Regions from separate parts of the Mus musculus genome. Here region 2 is linked to region 1. The links are chromatin contacts, called in public Hi-C maps. All regions are on one chromosome and are shown on one strand. The core of a region is the stretch at or near the end of the contact, and the rest is flanking DNA. Distances in the headings are between cores, read along the strand shown.

Region 1 (3,935 bases), core at 845-3,344:
TGGAGAGGTGGAGAAGGAAGGAGAGGAGAAACAAAGAGAGAAGGAGCAAGAGGAAGACTATGGTTTTATGTAGAGAAGTTGCTGACCATATCCTCTCTATGAATTTTGCTGTGAATCTGAGGCTGAGAATATCTACCTCTCCAAAACAGCGTCACAGAGGTTCCATGTGTGCTATTTGCTCAATCAGATGCATCCACGGGAGCCTTGTCTTCAGGAGTACGCGTGTGTGTGTGTGTGTGTGTGTGTGTGTGTGTGTGTGTGTGTGTGTGTGTTTAAATCTAGTGTTGTCCCAATATTGTATTCATTTCAAAGGCAGACATTTTTAATCCGGTCCCAATAGGGGTACAGTTGGATTTTTCATTGGCCAATTGATTAAATAGCCCCTCAGTGTGAGACCCACCAGACCTGATTTACAGAAGAAATCTGTCTTCAAGATTACAGGACAGGGTAGAGGGAACAGAGACAGACACAGCTAGCAAGTGCAGTGATTGGCACCTTCTGGTCCCTTCCTTAAAGTCCTTGCCTTCACAGACAGTTATAATGTATCTGGCCCCGATAGATACCAGATCTGTCAGACTTGGCTGCTTTAGAAAAGTCACTCTGAGTCATCGTCGTCGTCATCACCATCATCATCATCACCACTAAAAGGCAGTGTAACACATACACACACACACATACACACACACACACACACACACACACACACACACACACATATACACACACATACAAAGGGTCACTTTGAATCCACAACACTTACTTAATTGGATGACACTCCCAAGTGTGAACAGTCCATTTTTACAACGGGGCTACAAAAAAGAGGTTTAAAGCTCTCAGAGAATTTGTGTTGACCGTAAGTAATGGTGTTTCTTGGATATGAATAACATCTCCCCTCTCACGTGATCTGAAAGCGGATCAACAGTGGAGAAGAAATCATAAAAGCTGAGGAATAGGCTGAATATATATATATATATATATATATATATATATATATATATATATATATATATGAATGAATGGCAGTTTTCCCCTTTGTCTTCAGTTGACAAAAGTTTCAAAGACCTGTCTGCAAATGGCATTTCTGAAAGGCTTTTGTCACCAAAGTGTGTGAAGCCACTCTTTTAAGAGGAGTTGGAAATTTTACACTAGCCCAGGATCTCTCTTAGCTGGCAGCTGGGACCCATCTGTAACGGTGTTAGCTGGCCTGAAAAGCAGAAAATTAGCGACCCCGAGAAGCCTTGGCTGGCTGTTTAGTCTGTAGACACGGTAGGGCGGAGCAGCAGACTCTGGAGAAAAGAAACCCCAAGCTGGACGGGGAGCTTTCTGTGAGAAACTGGACCGCTGCCGGTGACCGTCCTCCTCAGGCGTGGGAATCTCCCAGTGCAGGTATTAGCCTAGGTCTGATGCAGAGGAAGAGGCAACAGACACGTGTGCTGGGAAGGATGGAAGCTCGGAGGGGAAGGATGCGGGGGAAGGTCACCTGGTCCACTTCCTTTTCAGGGCAGCAGAAGAAACGTGTGACCCTCTGACAGAGCCAGACCTCAGAAAGGAAGCTCAGCTACTGTCATCCCCATGAGATGACCATCTCTCTCATCAGAACTTTACTTCTTTGGTCTTTGTCAAACAGGTTTTGAAACACCAAGCTCTCTAGGTTCATGCCATCCATGAAAATGCCACCTCACTATTTTACCAACTGTTACCAGTACACAAACTGACTCAATCTTTTGGTAAAGTTCATGAAAATGAGAAGCAAGCACCGGAGATCCGTGCGTTAAGAATCCAGAAGCTAGGTTCCCTTTGGTGTTAGACGGAAATACGGAACTTTAATGTCTTGCTACCGTGCTGCTGCTGCTGATTATGTTAAAGTGTGATCAATTTCAAGAAGCCAACCCCAACCCCTTTAAGTGATCCCTAGGTTTAGTTTATCCAGAAGGCCACCGAGCAGGTTAGGCTGCAGTAAAATCATTAGCGTCAAAGGGACCAGTAAACTGCAAAGTGTCTCTAGAAGAAAGACAAGAGGCTTGCCCAGACAGCCCCTGTGGGGGGTTGTGGTGGGATATGCTAATAACGCCCAGCTACAGGGACCAACCTCCCTTCCCATCCCCCAGGAATATATAAAGAGCCCCAACCTCAGCCACTGACCGACCCTGGCCAACAGGCATCTGTCCTTGTTAATTACAGAGAGACAGTCCCAAACTCCGGGAGCTCCGCCTGGATTTGCTGGCCTGCAGCAGCCAGGGACTGGCGTGTCTCCCTCTCTGCTGAATCCAGGTATTCCCACCTGCTTCTCTGAAGGATGGACATGACGGACGGCTGCCAGTTCTCCCCTTCTGAGTACTTCTATGAAGGCTCCTGTATCCCCTCACCAGAGGATGAGTTTGGGGACCAGTTTGAGCCAAGAGTAGCAGCCTTCGGAGCACACAAAGCTGAGCTGCAGGGCTCAGACGATGAGGAGCACGTGCGTGCACCTACCGGCCACCACCAGGCTGGCCACTGCCTCATGTGGGCCTGCAAAGCTTGCAAGAGGAAGTCCACTACCATGGATCGGCGCAAGGCCGCCACCATGCGCGAGCGTAGACGCCTGAAGAAGGTCAACCAAGCTTTCGAGACGCTCAAGAGGTGCACCACCACCAACCCTAACCAGAGACTCCCCAAGGTGGAGATCCTCAGGAATGCCATCCGCTACATTGAGAGCCTCCAGGAGCTGCTGAGGGAACAGGTGGAGAACTATTACAGCCTGCCGGGACAGAGCTGCTCTGAGCCCACCAGCCCCACCTCCAACTGCTCTGACGGCATGGTAAGCCTCGCTTTTACCATAGTCTTTGTGAAAAGTCCTGGTACCTCTTCTAAACCAGTGGGACCATTGCTTTAAGAGCCGTGTTCACAGAAAGATTTAAAAAACAAAAACGAAAACTGTCCTACAGGATTTTAGTTTGATTTCCTAGCTGTTTGCAGATGCATGGAGATGGCAGTAAAAGCTTGGCTTGCCTTTAAGTGACTAACAAAGTATTTTCTCTGTTATTTCTTACTTAGAGCAGCCACCCAGTGTATATAGCTCAGTAACTAATTAGAAAGCATCCCAACTTCATTCCAATTCCTGCTCTGAGGCCAGGCTGGAAGGCAATGTTGATACACTGTTTTCAGAGGGCTGTGGTGTTGGCAGGTTTCTAATGTGTTTTTGCCCTGGGAAAGCATTCTCTCCCCGAATTAGTGTGGCTTCCTTCTACCGCAATCCATTTTGCATGGTTAACCCAGGGCGCATTGCTGCGGGGTTTCTCTGACTTGTTTTCTCTTTGCTTCTGTTTTCCTCTTCTCCCAGCCCCGAGACTGACCTTGGTGCCCTGGAGATTTGGAGACATCAGCCCCTTCCTAGATCAGTGCTGCCGGGGAGGGAACTAAGACCGTTCGGTTTCCTGAGTTAGGGGGCTGGTATGATCTCACCCTAGGTCTGTGCGTCTTTTTGGCCAAGGCTTAAAAATATATTTCTGTGCGTTTTGTGTTAACAGCCTGAATGTAACAGCCCTGTCTGGTCCCGAAAGAACAGCAGCTTTGACAGCATCTACTGTCCTGATGTATCAAATGGTAAGAACTGATAACTTCAGACACCTTTAAAGATCTGTTCAGTCTCGTAATTCAGTCATGGCAGTCTGTCCTTCAAAGTAGTATTTAGAACAGGTATATAAACGATGGCTGTTGTGGGGGAGGCTAAGGACCGTTTTGTGCTCCAGATTACCCTGACAGACAGACAGACAGACCAGCATACACGCATGCACGTGCATGCATCCCCCCCCCCCCCACACACACACACTCACTTTTGCTTGAAATATTACCAGGGGTCTTCCACACCTCTACCCTGGGGAATTGCTAGATATTTACTGCAAAGTTTTACATCAGTCCCTCTGTGATCACCTGACCTATGCGGTCAAAGGTGCTGA
Region 2 (3,636 bases), core at 1,118-3,617, 57 kb before region 1:
GTCGAGGGGAGCCTGGTCTACAGAGTTAGTTCCAGGACAGCCAGGGCTAGACCCAGAAACTCTGTCTCAAAAAAAAAAAAAAAAAAAAAATCAAAAAGAAGGAGGAGGGAGAGGAATGGGTAAGGGGGAGGGGAGATGAAGGAGGAGGGGGAGAAAGAAAGAAAAAGAAAATAAAGAAACTGCTCAAAAGTGCATAGCTGGTGATGGAGCAATATTTAAATTCAGTAAGGCCATCATATTTTATAATGAGGCAAGAATGCACAAACGTCTATCCAATTTAATAGTTAGGTGGTTGACATTTAAAATTAGAATATACAGAAGAATATTTCATGCAAAATAAAGAGTAAAATTAGAACAAATTTCTAATTTTTCACTGAGAAAAAATTGCCTTAGAAAAATAACATTTTCCTTATTTATATGTTGTAAGTCAAGGGTAGAGCTTCTTAATGAAAGAGCAAGCATGTGAATAATACTACATTTTTTTTTGCTAGGGCTCGCTTATATATTATTTCTGATTATTGATATTTCATATCTCTTAGGAATCCCACAAACGTGCACTGACTTCCTAAATGCCTTGTTTATGATTTCCTAAAAAACTAGCATCCACCTCAGAATTCAATTCTTCAAGAGAAATAAATTTCTCTAGTACAGCCCTAATAATCTTGGCTCTTCCCGGTCAAGAATCCATCATCAACACTAACGTCACGATTCTCATTTTCATGCAGTAGCATGGAAATGAATTTCTCAAATGCAAAGATGCTAATCATTCCTCAAATGTTGGTAATCAAGATTTCCCTAGACTAACACATTTTCCTTTCGTGATCTTTTAAAAAACAGGGCAGCATGAAAGGTTTTGCCAGTCATAATCTAGGGGTGTAGGTGGTCTGATGCATGCTTGTCATGGTCTGTTTCTCTTGCTGGTCCTTGCTGAGTGAGGGCAATCGTCTCCAACAGGACTGGTTACTCCACCTGTCTCTATTACATATGTTACAATGTCTCTGACCTCCGGTGCCTCACGTTTTCAGATCTTCTGTTTCTCATCCCCCCAATCAAAGCTTTTCTGACTTAACAACCCACTCAGCCACTTCTGGATCCATGAAGTTATGGTAAGAAGTTCTCTGTTGCCTTCTTGAGATCACTTTAGGCTGTTTGTGATAAACTCTTCAGTTTAGCCAGCAAGCCTCTGCTCAGTGTTTGTAGCTTGGTGTCTACCACATCTGATGCTAGGATAACGCTAGGATGCTCTACCAGCTTACACCCTGAGAAAGTAGGAGGCTATTTCCTCTTTGACACACCCACCACCGACTTCGAATTCTAGTACCCAGCTTCATAATACCTGCTTCTTCATCCCCACAAGTGCCATTAAATCTTTTTTTTTTTTTTTTGCCATAAGATACATACTGTTGGTTCAAGTGTTCTCCATTTGACATACATCTTTATGATCATTCTCAAAACATTCATCATGCCTTGATTGTTCTTCCGTCTGATTATCTTGTTTCATGCATCCATGATTTCAAAAGTACATATTCCAAGAAATATTTTTTACTTGAGGATTATCATAAATAACTTGTAATATTATCAAAAATGTAAAACCTTGTAAAGACCCTGTTGTGCATTTTGTTTGTTTATATTTTTGTGCCTTTTTGTGATTTTGTGCTGTGCAAATTTGTTGTGCATGATATTTCTATGTGTGTGGTGCATTATCTATTTATGTGTTAAAATATTTCATGTTTCAGAGTATAACGTTGTCAATTATGTAAATTACACAATGTGTTCATATCACAAAAATGTACATAAAGTAGCTGAAATAAATGTAATTTGTTATGGCTGTATTTTAACTCCAACTCAGTCATGAAACAGGGCTCGAGCAATATAATGTCATTTTGAACAACTTCTATTTCCCATTCTACATTCTTTATAAATAAAGAAAATGTTTCTTAAGTCTATATTAACTCTTTATTCTATGCAATATATTAAGAGGTAGCCTGCCTTTAACGCAGTGTCTTAAATTGTAATGTTACCTTTCTAACTGGGAAGAGAAGCTAAAATTGTCAAACTAATGAAAAATGAAATTAGCAAGTGCATGCTAGTTGAAACCACAATGTACTTATACATTGTTGATTTTGCTGTAATTTTCTGATTTGAATCTAGAACTCTTTCACAAGGAGCCATCTACTCTCACACACCATACATCTAACGTGGTCTCTGTTGCAGGTTACTTAGTTATAGAAAATCCATCAAGTAAGTTTGTGAACTTTTTCTCCTTCCTTTGAATATCAACTTTAGATTCACTGACTCTGTGCCTCTTACTGTGTGGCTCTCTCTCCGTATGTTTGTTGGAAAGGCCTTTAAGCTGGATATAAATCATAAAGGCATGACTAATTGCATGGTAACTGGAGAAATGCTTTCTCTCTCTCTGGGGTGAAGCCTGCATGTCTGTATTTTAGCTTGGGAAGTAATATGGGGACATTTAAACTCCTTGGGGCTTAAAAGCCATATCATTATGAGAATGAAGTCACTGCAATATTTTATATCTTCTAAAACCTTGTAATGTGTAACATTCTTCAGTGTGACAAAGAAGTATTCATGTGCTTTTAGGAGTCAGTGATAACTTTATGCCCTCACATTTACTTGAAAACTTTTGTTCATTAAAACGCTAAATCTTTCCTTTAAAGTCACTGAAAAAAAAATTAAAAGAATTTTGTACCACGGATGTAAAGAACGTGAACTTAAAGAGAGAGAACTCCTTTTGTAAACAGGACGAGTGACTTTAAAGGATTGTGAAACTGGGGTTTTACAGTTGCTTAAGTGTTAACTGTGTAGACGGTGCCCAAGCTCTCTCTTAAGAGAAAGAATACAAGCTAACGAGGTTCTGTTTAATGCTTTTCTTTACTTGGAGGCCGGTAAGCAAGAAATCCTTCCTGCAACATGTTGAAGAGCTTTGCACAAACAACAACCTAAAGTTTCAAGAGGAATTTTCGGTATGTTGCCAGCAGTTGTCACAACATTGCAAGACCTCCGGTAGTTTCCTGTGTCACATTTCATGTCCATTTTAAGCATGCGAGGCCATGAAGGATTCTGGCCTTGATAATCAATACCCAATTACCAGGTTGATTGTTTAGATAGTAATGTTACCCTGGGTGGCCTTTGCTGCAACCTGATCAGAGTATTCACCTACTGTGTTAGGAGAAGGTGGTCTTCAGGCCCCTGTCGAATGGCAGCCTGGCCCCAGTTCCTTGCTCACCCATTCTGATGGAGGTACAAATCCCGAGTGATGGGTTCATTAGTGTGCATTTGTGGACGGGCTTTAGATTGTGCTGTAAATGTAGTTTTACCTATTTAAACAATCATGTTAGGTTTAGGCACTTGATGATTTCATATAAGCACGTTGACTATTGAATAGAATGAGTGCTAGTGAGTGTGCATTCGTGGTGTAAACTTTGCAGGCACTGCAAACATTACTGCTACTTCTGATCCCATCACAATACAGATAAGTAGTGTCTGCCTTCAATAACGTCTGTTTCTAAGTTATTATGAAACAAATGCTTGATCCCACATGGAAATATGGAAAACTAAGACCTCATTGATTCAATTATTTTAAAGTTGAAAATATTTTTACCTGTTAATTTTATTATG

Evidence for each region. A called contact is a pair of places that touch in the nucleus more often than the background predicts.
Region 2: a contact with region 1 is called in a Hi-C map of muscle stem cells, with 2.6 times the contacts expected there. The contact joins the enhancer-like site here to the promoter of Myf5 in region 1. A contact is called at or near these places in 3 of 484 Hi-C or Micro-C datasets (Sertoli cells, muscle stem cells and nephron progenitors) and 1 of 115 datasets of contacts at active chromatin or transcription factors (embryonic stem cells).

Annotation. Positions count from the first base shown.
Region 1 is chr10:107,484,293-107,488,227 of GRCm38.p6, reverse strand. It overlaps Myf5 (myogenic factor 5), which reads left to right and starts at 2,094. Exons shown (of 3, transcript NM_008656.5): 1 at 2,094-2,797; 2 at 3,507-3,582. The coding sequence starts at 2,297.
Region 2 is chr10:107,541,997-107,545,632 of GRCm38.p6, reverse strand. It overlaps Ptprq (protein tyrosine phosphatase, receptor type, Q), which reads left to right. Exons shown (of 45, transcript NM_001370987.1): 36 at 2,215-2,241; 37 at 2,900-2,981. All of the region lies in intron 1 of Gm36177 (a long non-coding RNA gene), which reads right to left. Among named protein-coding and RNA genes, the nearest start is that of Gm36177, 49 kb to the right of the region's middle. Within about 2 kb of position 2,367, at least 6 of the 459 cell types and tissues checked have an H3K27ac peak or open chromatin away from gene starts, as enhancers often do. A contact at or near this core is called in muscle stem cells, where this site is marked.